Linked DNA regions of Mus musculus: regions 1 and 3 are each linked to region 2. Evidence: chromatin contacts called from public Hi-C data. All regions are on one chromosome and are shown on one strand. The core of a region is the stretch at or near the end of the contact, and the rest is flanking DNA. Distances in the headings are between cores, read along the strand shown.

Region 1 (3,254 bases), core at 385-2,884, 130 kb after region 2:
AGCTCTTCTGCCTGTCAGTGCCCATGTTACATTTTCCAGAAACTCCCACGGACTTGATTGGTAGAATGGGGCCTTTCAGACTGGAGTGAATTGAGAAATTTTATCTAGCTGCATATGTATCAGAAGATGGCCTAGTCGGCCATCATTGGGAAGAGAGGCCCCTTGGTCTTGCAAACTATATGCCTCAGTACAGGGGAAGGCCAGTGCCAAGAAGTGGGAGTGGGTGGGTAGGGGAGTTGGAGGGGAGGGTCTGGGGAACTTTTGGGATAGCATTTGAAATGTAAATGAAGAAAACACCTAATTAAAAAAATAAATTAAAATGTTTGAGGAATGCATACATGTCTAAATACTAACAACACAACCACTACATCGCCACACAACTCCCACCATCTCTGTGTGGTATAGTGGTTGTGTTTTGTGTTTTCACAGGTACACGTGGATGACAGAGAACAACCTAGCTTGTCCCCAACACTCATTCTGCACTTTGATTTTGAGATGGGATTTCATTTCTCACTTTCCCAAGGACCTTACTAGTTTTGCTAGCCTGTCAGGCTGGCTAGCCCAGTCCCAAGGACTCGCCTACTTGACCATGCTCACCACTGGGATTACAGGGAGGTACACCACGCCCTGCTTTTAAAAGTAGGTTCTAGGAATCGAAGTCAGGTCCTCATGCTTGTATAGACAGAGTCCTCTCCCCAGCTGTGCTTTCCAATATTCTAGAAGTATCTTGTTGCCTGGTAAGGTGGATTGCTGAGTGGCATCAGAAACAGATGCAAAATCATGTTTCCATAAAAAAAGAAACACAGAAGATGCCTACAGTTGATTCCAGAGGCTTGTTATCTGTCTGGGGCCACCTCCATCCGAGGTTCGGGTCCACACTGTCCCCTTCCTACGGAGCTGCATGTTCTGGAGTCCTGCTGTCACTTGCGTTGGAAGGATAGACTGATGAAATCATTGATTATAACATGGCTCAGGTCTATTAAAGCAGTGAGCTAGAGCCTCCATTTCATCTTAATGGTCTTGTCGCTGTAACCTAATAACAGTGTCTGGTTATCGGAAGCAACGTAGCCTTCTTAGCTGGTTTTAACAGTCAATTATTTAAGTTTCCTGTTTCCACTTAACAGTCTCCATATGAGATCGTCACTCATATCCCTGCCTGGTTTGCAAATTTGTCTAATTATTGTTCTTGGTGCTTCCATGCAGAGTGTTCTTGAATGTGCTCATTCTGATCTCGGGGAAGGATTGCTGAGCTAGGACATCTGTAGGTAAGAGAAACTTCTAGGGCCAATTTACTAATAAAACCTGGCATGGTGTTAGCTGAGAAGATGCGGCCTGTCAAAGGCTTAATCAGGGAGAATAATCTTGCCCACTGTTGCATCCGGGAATGTCAGTGTTTATGACTTCAGAGAGTCCTGTCTTGTTAACTTAAGAAATAAAGCAAAGGAGACCCCTGGAGGAAACAGGCGTAAAGGGGCGGGGGTAGGGAGGCAGGGAGGGTGCCTTTCACTTATGCATATCCAGGAAACCTAAAGGAGTCCTGAAAGTCTTCTGGATGGAGGGCTTGGGGGAAGCTGGTGGGTAACCTTTGACCTCTGCCCACCATCTTCACCTATCTGGCCCTGAGCAGCTCAAGTGCAATCAGCCTTGGGAAAGAAGTCAGAAATAGAGGAACAAGAGCATTGGTCCCTACTACCTGCATTGAAGGTCCCAGGACAGTCATGTCCCTGTCACCCGGGAGCTTGTTAAAAGAGCATAAACCCAGACTTTGCCCCAGATATAGTCAACTCTACGTTTTTTATAAGACCTCCGCAATCAAACTCTACATTTTTATAATACAGATGTTAAAAACAGGAGAAGCACTAGAGCGAGGCACACTGACCGCCAAGGGTACCGGAGGAGATCCCACAGAGGCACGAAAACCACCATAAGATGTTACTCAGCTCCATAGGCCCGCGTGGTTTCAATCTCACTATGCTACTCATATGATATTGTAGAGTCACATGTAAACATTATGAATAAACACATTCCTTTTTATCAAAAGCTACTGGCCTTGCCATAGTCTTCCTCAGGGTGTGGTACAAGGGTTCTATTCAACAGGGTCTGGTGGGGGCTAATTAGCATCCAGAGCTCTGTGTCCCCCTCTGCGTCACTGAAAAGAATCTCTGAGCTTGGTGTAAGAACAGACCACGCTGCCACACACTAATTTGGGCTTCAGGGCCGCCTTGTTAGATCATCCGCCTGGTTGGGTTAGAAAAGGGTGTGGGAGTTCACTTGCTTTCAATTTGTAATTCATTGTCCAGTGTTTGTAAGTTTGTCTCTACACCCATCAAGAGTGTCATTCTAACCCTTGGTGACCATGACGCCCTTTCGTTGTGTTTTGGGATATCCTGAGGCTCTGTAGATACACGGCAGAGAAAGCAAGGCCATCCCCGTGCACTGGTCTGGCTGGAGCTCCGTGGTCTCATCCTTCTGATCATCTCTCTCTGTTCCTAGGCCTGCGAGGGGACAGAAGACACTGAGTGGAGCTAGGGAAGCAACAGCTGTGTGAGGCTCTTCATACGTGTGTGTGTGTGTGAGTGTGTGTGAGTGAGTGTGTGTGAGAGTATGTGTGTGTAAGAGAGACTGAGTGTGAGTGTGTTAGTGTGTGTGTGTGAGTGTGAGTGTGTGTGTGTGTGTCTGTGTGTGTGTGTGTCTGTGTGTGTGTGTGTGTGTGTGTGTGTGTGTGTGTGTGTGTGTCTGTGTGTAACTCCAGAGCTGGAGACACAGAGACAGGAGGATCCCTGGGACTCAGTGGCCAGCCACCTTTGCCAAATTTGTGATCTGTAGGTTTGGTGAGAGAGCCTGTCTCAAATAAATAAATAAATAAATAAAGTGAGTAAGAATTGAGCAAGAAATATGACATCAGCCTCTGGCCTCCATAGGTACATGCACACATATGTGAACATGTGTGTGCACACACAAACCATATACACGTGTATGCACACACACACACACACATACACACACACACACACACTCACCACTCACTGCACCCAGCTTGTCATGTGCATTTTAGGAATTAAACGCAGGTTCACGCGGCTTACACTATGGCCCGACACACTGCCCTGGCCTGGGCATAGGCTTTGATGTGTGGCCATTAAATATTCTCAAAGTCAAACTAAAAAGTTGGGGAGTAGGAACAGAAAGTGTGAGGAGTTTTCCCCGGGTCGCCCAGCTGGTGTGAGATTCAGAGCAGGGTAAACAGACTCATTCAC
Region 2 (3,215 bases), core at 640-3,139:
CCACCTGGCTTTAAGCAAGAAAGGGAATGAGATTTCTATAAACGGTGAAACCTTTTAGAAAACACGTCCAAAACCCCACTCATTTCCGGGGGTGCCTTTTGCACCTTGGCGACCAATGCTACACCCTCATGGCTCACAGCTCCAAAGCCAGCCTGCAGCCCCAGGCTTGGCCATGCCACACACTTGCAAGCCCTGAGCCCCAGCGACTGGAGACACTGTCCCTGGAGGCCAGAAGCCATCAGCACTGACCTCTCAGAGGGATGAGAGGGGGCTATCTCCCTCCCCCTGCACCCCAAATCCATAATCCGACTTTGGTTCCAGAGGCAAGAAGCCAGACTGGGAGAAAAAGTTAGGGGTGGGGTAGAGGGTGGAGGGAGGAAAAGTTTAAACCAGGAAGGTTTGGTGGGACGCTTCCCTGCCACCACCACCCAGAGGGAGCCTGGAGAGGGAAAGATTGGGGAAATCATTCTGGGGTGATGAAGAGGGCACCCGCACGCTAACCCTCTTGAAAGCGCCAGGGGGTGGCGTCCCCGCCAGCCCCAGGCCAGGAGGGCGGGCGGGCGAGCCGCTGTGCGCCGGGCTCAGGGGCCGGGCACCCGGAGCGGAGCCATCTCTTACCTGCCGCCCGCTTGGGTGCCTGCTGTTTCCTCCTTGGCATCGCTCTACTTAGCTCCAGTCTCACTTCTGGCGCCCCAGCCCCGAGCCGCGCGCGGGGGCCGCAGTCTCGCTCGTCTTTCTGTGGCTCCTAGGACGTCACTCGGCCTCTGTCCCCCTGAAGATCCCCCTGCCAGCGCTCCAGCGCGGGGCCGGAGACCCCCTCTCTGGGTGGCAGATATGTGGCTCGCGCCTGCTGCTTGCAAGTGGAGGTTGGTTCTGCCTTGTTTGTTTGTTTGGTTTTTTTTCCCCCTCTCTTTTTGTTTTGCTTTTGGATTTTTTTCTTTTTTTGGTTTTGCTTTTTGCTGTTTTTTTGGTGACTGGTGAGACACTTGATTTCTTTATTAAACATCCAAGACGGGGTTCAGATGGCAGGGATGAGGGGCGCACACGCGCCACGCGCACACTCGCGCTTAAAGATAAGGGGGGAAACAATCCCGGGAAGACAGTGGATTTCTTCTTTTTCTTCTTCCTTCTCTTTCCCTCCTCCTCTTCTTCCTCCTCTTCCTCCACCTCCTCTTCCTTTACCACCTCCTCCTTCTCCTCCTTCTCCTTCTCCTCCTTCTCCTCCTCCTCCTCCTCCTCTTCCTCCTCCTCTTCCTCTTCTTCCTCCTCCTCCTCTTCCCTGATCTTGATGGCGGATTCGCGCTGGGGAGAGATCACTCACTGTAGGTTTGTTGTTGCTGTCAGATCCCCGTCTGTGAGTGATATGCGAGAGGACAGGAGCGGGTTTGGGAAAGACAGAAAATCTGGAATTCACTCACACACACACACACACACACACACACACACACACACACACACACACACACACCACACATACGCACACGCACGCTCGCTCTCACACACAAGCACTCTCGCTTACACACACACACACACACACACACACACTTACACTCACACTCCCCACATATGCTCTCTCTTACACACACACACACACACACACACACACACACACACACACACACACACACTCACACACACACAAGACAGGGCGAGGCGATGCCAGCAAACATCGATCCCGGCTGAACAAACTGAACATTAACAAACTCCTCCTCTTCTCCCTGCGACCTGATGACAGGGAGAAATTTACTCCCCAGCCGCAGAGCGCCAGGCAGAGGGAGTCTATTAAAGGGACAGTGTCCCGCCTGGGAGAGGAGCTGGAGAAAGAGGACCCAGCCGGCTTGGCTGCAGCCCTGGAGGCACCCACCTCCTCCTCACTGGGGCAGTGGAGTGTCCGCCTGTCTAGATGCCCCTCCAAGAGGAAGAAAAGGGGGAGTGGGAAGGAAGGGGGCGGGGCTCTGGCAGAGTTGGAGACAGTTAGAGTTGGAGATTAGAAGGGGACAATCTAGGTTTGCTTGGGAGACAGATTAGGGGGATGGGACTATATCCAGTCTCAACCTGTTCTCCAGCAAATAACCTCCTCTCACTATGTAAGTTCACATTGCTTTAACTTCCACCTTCTTGGAGTATTGGGATTTTTTTTTAAACTTCTGCTTCCTGGGCAGACTAATTACATAACCTTCATTGTGTTTCCTTCCAATGCTGATATTTATTGAGCACCTATGGTGCACCTGTTATACAGTCACCACAGTGACAGAGAGTGGGGAAGTCCAGATTGTGGCTGTTATCAAGGGTGAGAGGAACAACATCTGAAACAACTTGCCCCCTGGTGGTGTTCAGTCACTTCCCAGAGGTCTACCTTGCTGAAAATTTGATGTCCACCTTTCTCTATTTGCTTTCTCCGCTGGGCTCATCAAGGAAGGTGGATGCTGTGCACAGCTCGCTCTTTGGGTAATTGCCTCAGATCTCACTAGAGTATAAGTTCTTAGGGAGTTGTGCCCTCGTTTATCGTATTCTATCTCCCAATGGTGCCAAACAGAAAACATAGAGCTCCACCCCCAATAGTGCAATAAATGAAGAGGAAGCAGGGCATGCTGGGAGTACAACTTCAGAGTGGCCCGGATTGGTTAAAACTGAGTGTTGTTTTGGGGCTGAAAGAGGAGTCCATTCTGGAGAGTCTATTGTAGCTGAACCCGGTCTCCCTGGGTACCACTGCACACGGGGAGGTAGGTACCTTTCAGCACGTGTGAACAGGATGACCCTGTCCTGAAGACGCTTTCCTTCCTTCCAGTTGGGTAGAAAGTCAATGACAAGTGGGAAGGCAGCGGAAGGAGGTAGAGCTAGGAGCCTAATGAACCTGATACTGGGCATTGAACTCAGGGCACCGTACATACTGGGCAGGCAAGACATCATACATGCTGGACAGGCAAGGCACAATGCATGCTGGGTAGGCAAGGCATAATGCATGCTGGGTAGGCAAGGCATCATACATGCTGGGTAGGCAAGGCATCATACATGCTGGGCAGGCAGTCTATCACTAAACTATGTTTCTGATCCTCTTCATTTTTTTCTTAAATGTTGAGACAGAGGTCTTGCTAAGTTATTCAGGCTGACCTTGAACTCATTCTTAGATAGGTCTTCAAACTTGGGATCTTCTGGTCTCAGGCTCCTGAGTAGCTGGGCTGATAGGCCTGAGACACAGACTGTCATGAATCTGG
Region 3 (3,235 bases), core at 389-2,888, 110 kb after region 2:
TGAGAAGAAAAAAAAAATGGGACTTGAGGACAGGTGGCAAAGGAGACAAGAGCTGTCTCTAGCCCACCTGGCCTCATTTCCTTCCCGCCTCTATTCTAGCAGTTACGGGCGGATTGGATTTCCTTCTCTTTTTCTCCTTTAAGGGGAAAAGAGGTGTGGGAAGAGTTCCCTTACATCATCAAATTACCAGAAGAAACTACAGCTGGTAGAATAAACATTTCCCCCCTTTCCACCCTAGGTTAACCGTTCTCTCATGGAGATCTTTGAAGGGGGCGGGGTCACTGGTCCTGTTCTCGATGCTTTCTAAGCAGCTAAAGTTCAGATCCCTGTGACCTCAAGTGTTTCCTTGAGCGTGAAGAACTCTATTCTGACCTCCCTTCTCCCCTCAAGATCTCTTCCTTCTCTGTCCTCTGCTTCGAGCAACACGTTTGCTGCCTGTTCCAGGAAGAGATCTCGTACTATCTCTCACAAGCCCATTGAGGTGACCCCTGTTGTTCTTGATCCTCTTTTGTGACCTTTTTTATTGGGGGAGGGGGTTGTGAAGAGAAACACTGCCTTCCTTAATCTACAGAGGAGTCTTTTTGTTTGTTTTATACTATTTTATTTTGGTTTTGTTTTATAAAGTCTCAGTCCTTAGCCCAGGCTGTCACTGGTAATCTCTCCAGCCTGGCCTCCCCCTCTTCAGTGTGCCGCCACCGTACAGACCTTCCTAAGAAGCATTCTTGCCTGGGAGTTTTCCATGCGGGACACAGAAAGGCTTCAGATTTGGTTTCAGTTTTCTTCTGAGGTTTTTCCCTTTAACGTAAACACACCTCTCCTGTGTGGTCTCCATTTTTATGTTATGCGGTGATCTCTTTGGAGCATCGTTTCGTTGTAACAGGCATCGTGAGAGCAGATTGACAGAGGCAACCGAAATGAAGGCACGTGGCACCGTCTTGCTTGGCTCCATCTTTACAGTTTGTTGCCTGTGCTCGCACAGCCGCTCACCTGCCGCTGACCACTTTAAAATAGGAAGCGTGAATCCGTTCATGGGTGCAGAGGCGTTGGCTTGCAAGCTTAGCTCCCACACGGGGCGGGGGCGGTGCAGGTTTCCTTGCCTCTGGCAGGTTGGCAAGGACACACGGGACAAATTCTTTAGGCAAAGAGCTGCATGAAGGGACAAGGGGTGGCGACATTATTACAGCCTCTCTTGGTTTGTGGGTAATGCTTAAAGGCTCCCCGTTAGGTGAGGTAGATCTGTGAAATCATCTGGGGATAGCACTTCCGGCCATTTTATTTCGACTATATTCTGAATCCCAGCATTGTTCGGTCCCTCCATTGTCTTCATGGAAGAAAAGTGCACAGTGGCTCTAAGTGCGCATGCGTAGTGCTGGCAATCCGGAAGCTGCTTCATTCCGATCTCTTTTTCCATGATTTCTTTCAAACCTTTTATTTCTATGTCTTTTTTGGCAGTGGCTCTTGTTTGGCAGGTGTTGAGAACTAAGTATTCTCTCAGAAGACAATACACAGAAGATCACCAGGTGATTTTTTTTCTTGACATATAAATGGCTTTGTCATTCTGTCCACAGTCATGAATGCATAAAACAGCTGCCAAGAACAGCTCACGTGGCAGCATGAAGACCTGACACAATAGGTGTGTTCCACTCACGGCTGCAGGGGAGATTCCGTTGTGCACATTCCCCACTAGGGCATACAGAGCTGTGGGTCAGCCTGTGACCTCTGCCACGTGGTTGTGGCTTGTGCATCTGAAAAATTTTCATAAGTTTTCCTCAGTTAGACAACCTCCTTCCCTGAAATCAAGGCATGATGTGTCTGTGTGTGCGCACGCACACATGCTATGTGTCTGTCTGTTTGTATGTATTTGTGTTTCTGTGTGCATGGCAGGTGTATGTGCAGGTATGTGTGAGCATATGCAAGCTATAAATCAACATCAGGGCTCCTTCATCTTATTCTTGAGGTCGCTCAATGAGCCTGAAGCTCACTGATTGGCTAACGTGGCTACCCAGCAGGCTTTGGGGACCTGCTCCACACTTCCCCTCTCCCCCTCAATGCTAGTGTTGAGGGTGAACATTGCCACACTCAGATCTTATGCAGCTGCTGAGAATATAAATTTGGGTCTCCTGCGTATGTGGCAAGGACTTTAATGACTGAACCAGTCCCTCTGGGCCCCTTTCCAGGGCTACCTGCCTCTTTCCCTTTCTCTAAAACTTATTGGCTCTTTAGGAACTCAGCTAAGTGCACAAAGACAGACACTGACCCTCAGGCCCTCAGTCCTAGAGTACAGTATAGCAGGCAGAGTTAAAGGAAAAAAGAACATGACAGCTTTAGATTGGGAAAAGCCTCTGAAAAGGTAAAGCCAACATGGTGTGGTGAACAATGAGTTACTGGAAGTGGGCAAATGTACAGGGCGCAGTCCCAGCGGGCTTCCAAGAGGAAGTGATATTTGAGTTGAGCGTGAGTGTTGGAGCGTCAATCAACTCAGAGTTCAGGAAGCATGTTTCAGGTCATCGGCATGTCAGATATAAAACTGTACCTTAGAGACAAGCAAGTACAGACAGGAATCAGTCCAGTGTGACAAGATGGCATTGAACTATCAGAAAGATAAGAACCGGCATCATAATGGGGCCATGGGCCAGCCAATGCAAAGAGTCAAATCTGCCCTGCCAATCCTGCTGATCCAGGCTTACCTGCCCCTCTCTTTATCTCTCTGCTATTTACTTTGCTTTTAGTCTGAGTTACGCTTTCTCCCTTAGTACTAAGACAATAAGAGACACCACCACGGAAATATAAGCACTGAGATTCCAGGGTATAATGGAGCGCTAAATGCCAACGGGCGGGTGTGTGCAGAATTTTCCTTGTCTGTGCCAAGGGACACATATGCTTGCTACAAAGTCTGTCAGAGGCAACAGAGAGAAAAAAAATCAGGGTGCCCAACTGAACTGGAGTTGAGTGTCTCTAACTCACACAATGAGAAAAGGACCCTCCCCCCTCTGCCTTCCTTGAAAGGAAAGCTGTCAAGAGGGAAGCCCTATCATAAAATCATGATCAGAGGTTAAGGTTGTCTTAAAGACCCTGACACAAGAGCTGAGGGCAGCTGTGGCACAGTTGGTAGAGTGCTTGCTTTGCATGCATGAAGGCCTGGCATCAAACTCCAGTATTGCATATATCAGATATGGAATCTCAGGCCTGTAACCCCATGACTCAGGAGGTGGCGTCAAGAGTATCAGAAGTTCAA

Evidence for each region. A called contact is a pair of places that touch in the nucleus more often than the background predicts.
Region 1: a Hi-C map of the N1E-115 cell line shows a contact between it and region 2, with 3 times the contacts expected there. The contact joins the enhancer-like site here to the promoter of Tshz2 in region 2. A contact is called at or near these places in 1 of 39 promoter capture datasets (second pharyngeal arch cranial neural crest), 6 of 484 Hi-C or Micro-C datasets (the N1E-115 cell line, embryonic fibroblasts, nephron progenitors and 1 more) and 3 of 115 datasets of contacts at active chromatin or transcription factors (embryonic stem cells and pancreatic cancer cells).
Region 3: a Hi-C map of olfactory sensory neurons shows a contact between it and region 2, with 2.5 times the contacts expected there. The contact joins the enhancer-like site here to the promoter of Tshz2 in region 2. A contact is called at or near these places in 2 of 484 Hi-C or Micro-C datasets (immediate neuronal precursor and olfactory sensory neurons), 2 of 115 datasets of contacts at active chromatin or transcription factors (both in embryonic stem cells) and 3 of 9 other capture datasets (adipose tissue, liver and pancreatic islet).

The regions. Positions count from the first base shown.
Region 1 is chr2:169,503,796-169,507,049 of GRCm38.p6, reverse strand. Gm14249 (predicted gene 14249) reads right to left here. Exons shown (of 7, transcript NR_166520.1): 7 at 2,204-2,495. Among named protein-coding and RNA genes, the nearest start is that of Gm34112, 10 kb to the right of the region's middle. Within about 2 kb of position 1,634, at least 2 of the 459 cell types and tissues checked have an H3K27ac peak or open chromatin away from gene starts, as enhancers often do. A contact at or near this core is called in the N1E-115 cell line, where this site is marked.
Region 2 is chr2:169,631,183-169,634,397 of GRCm38.p6, reverse strand. It overlaps Tshz2 (teashirt zinc finger family member 2), which reads right to left and starts at 1,889. Exons shown (of 2, transcript NM_080455.3): 1 at 619-1,889. The coding sequence starts at 658.
Region 3 is chr2:169,522,469-169,525,703 of GRCm38.p6, reverse strand. No RefSeq gene overlaps it. Among named protein-coding and RNA genes, the nearest start is that of Gm34112, 29 kb to the right of the region's middle. Within about 2 kb of position 1,638, at least 12 of the 459 cell types and tissues checked have an H3K27ac peak or open chromatin away from gene starts, as enhancers often do. A contact at or near this core is called in olfactory sensory neurons, where this site is marked.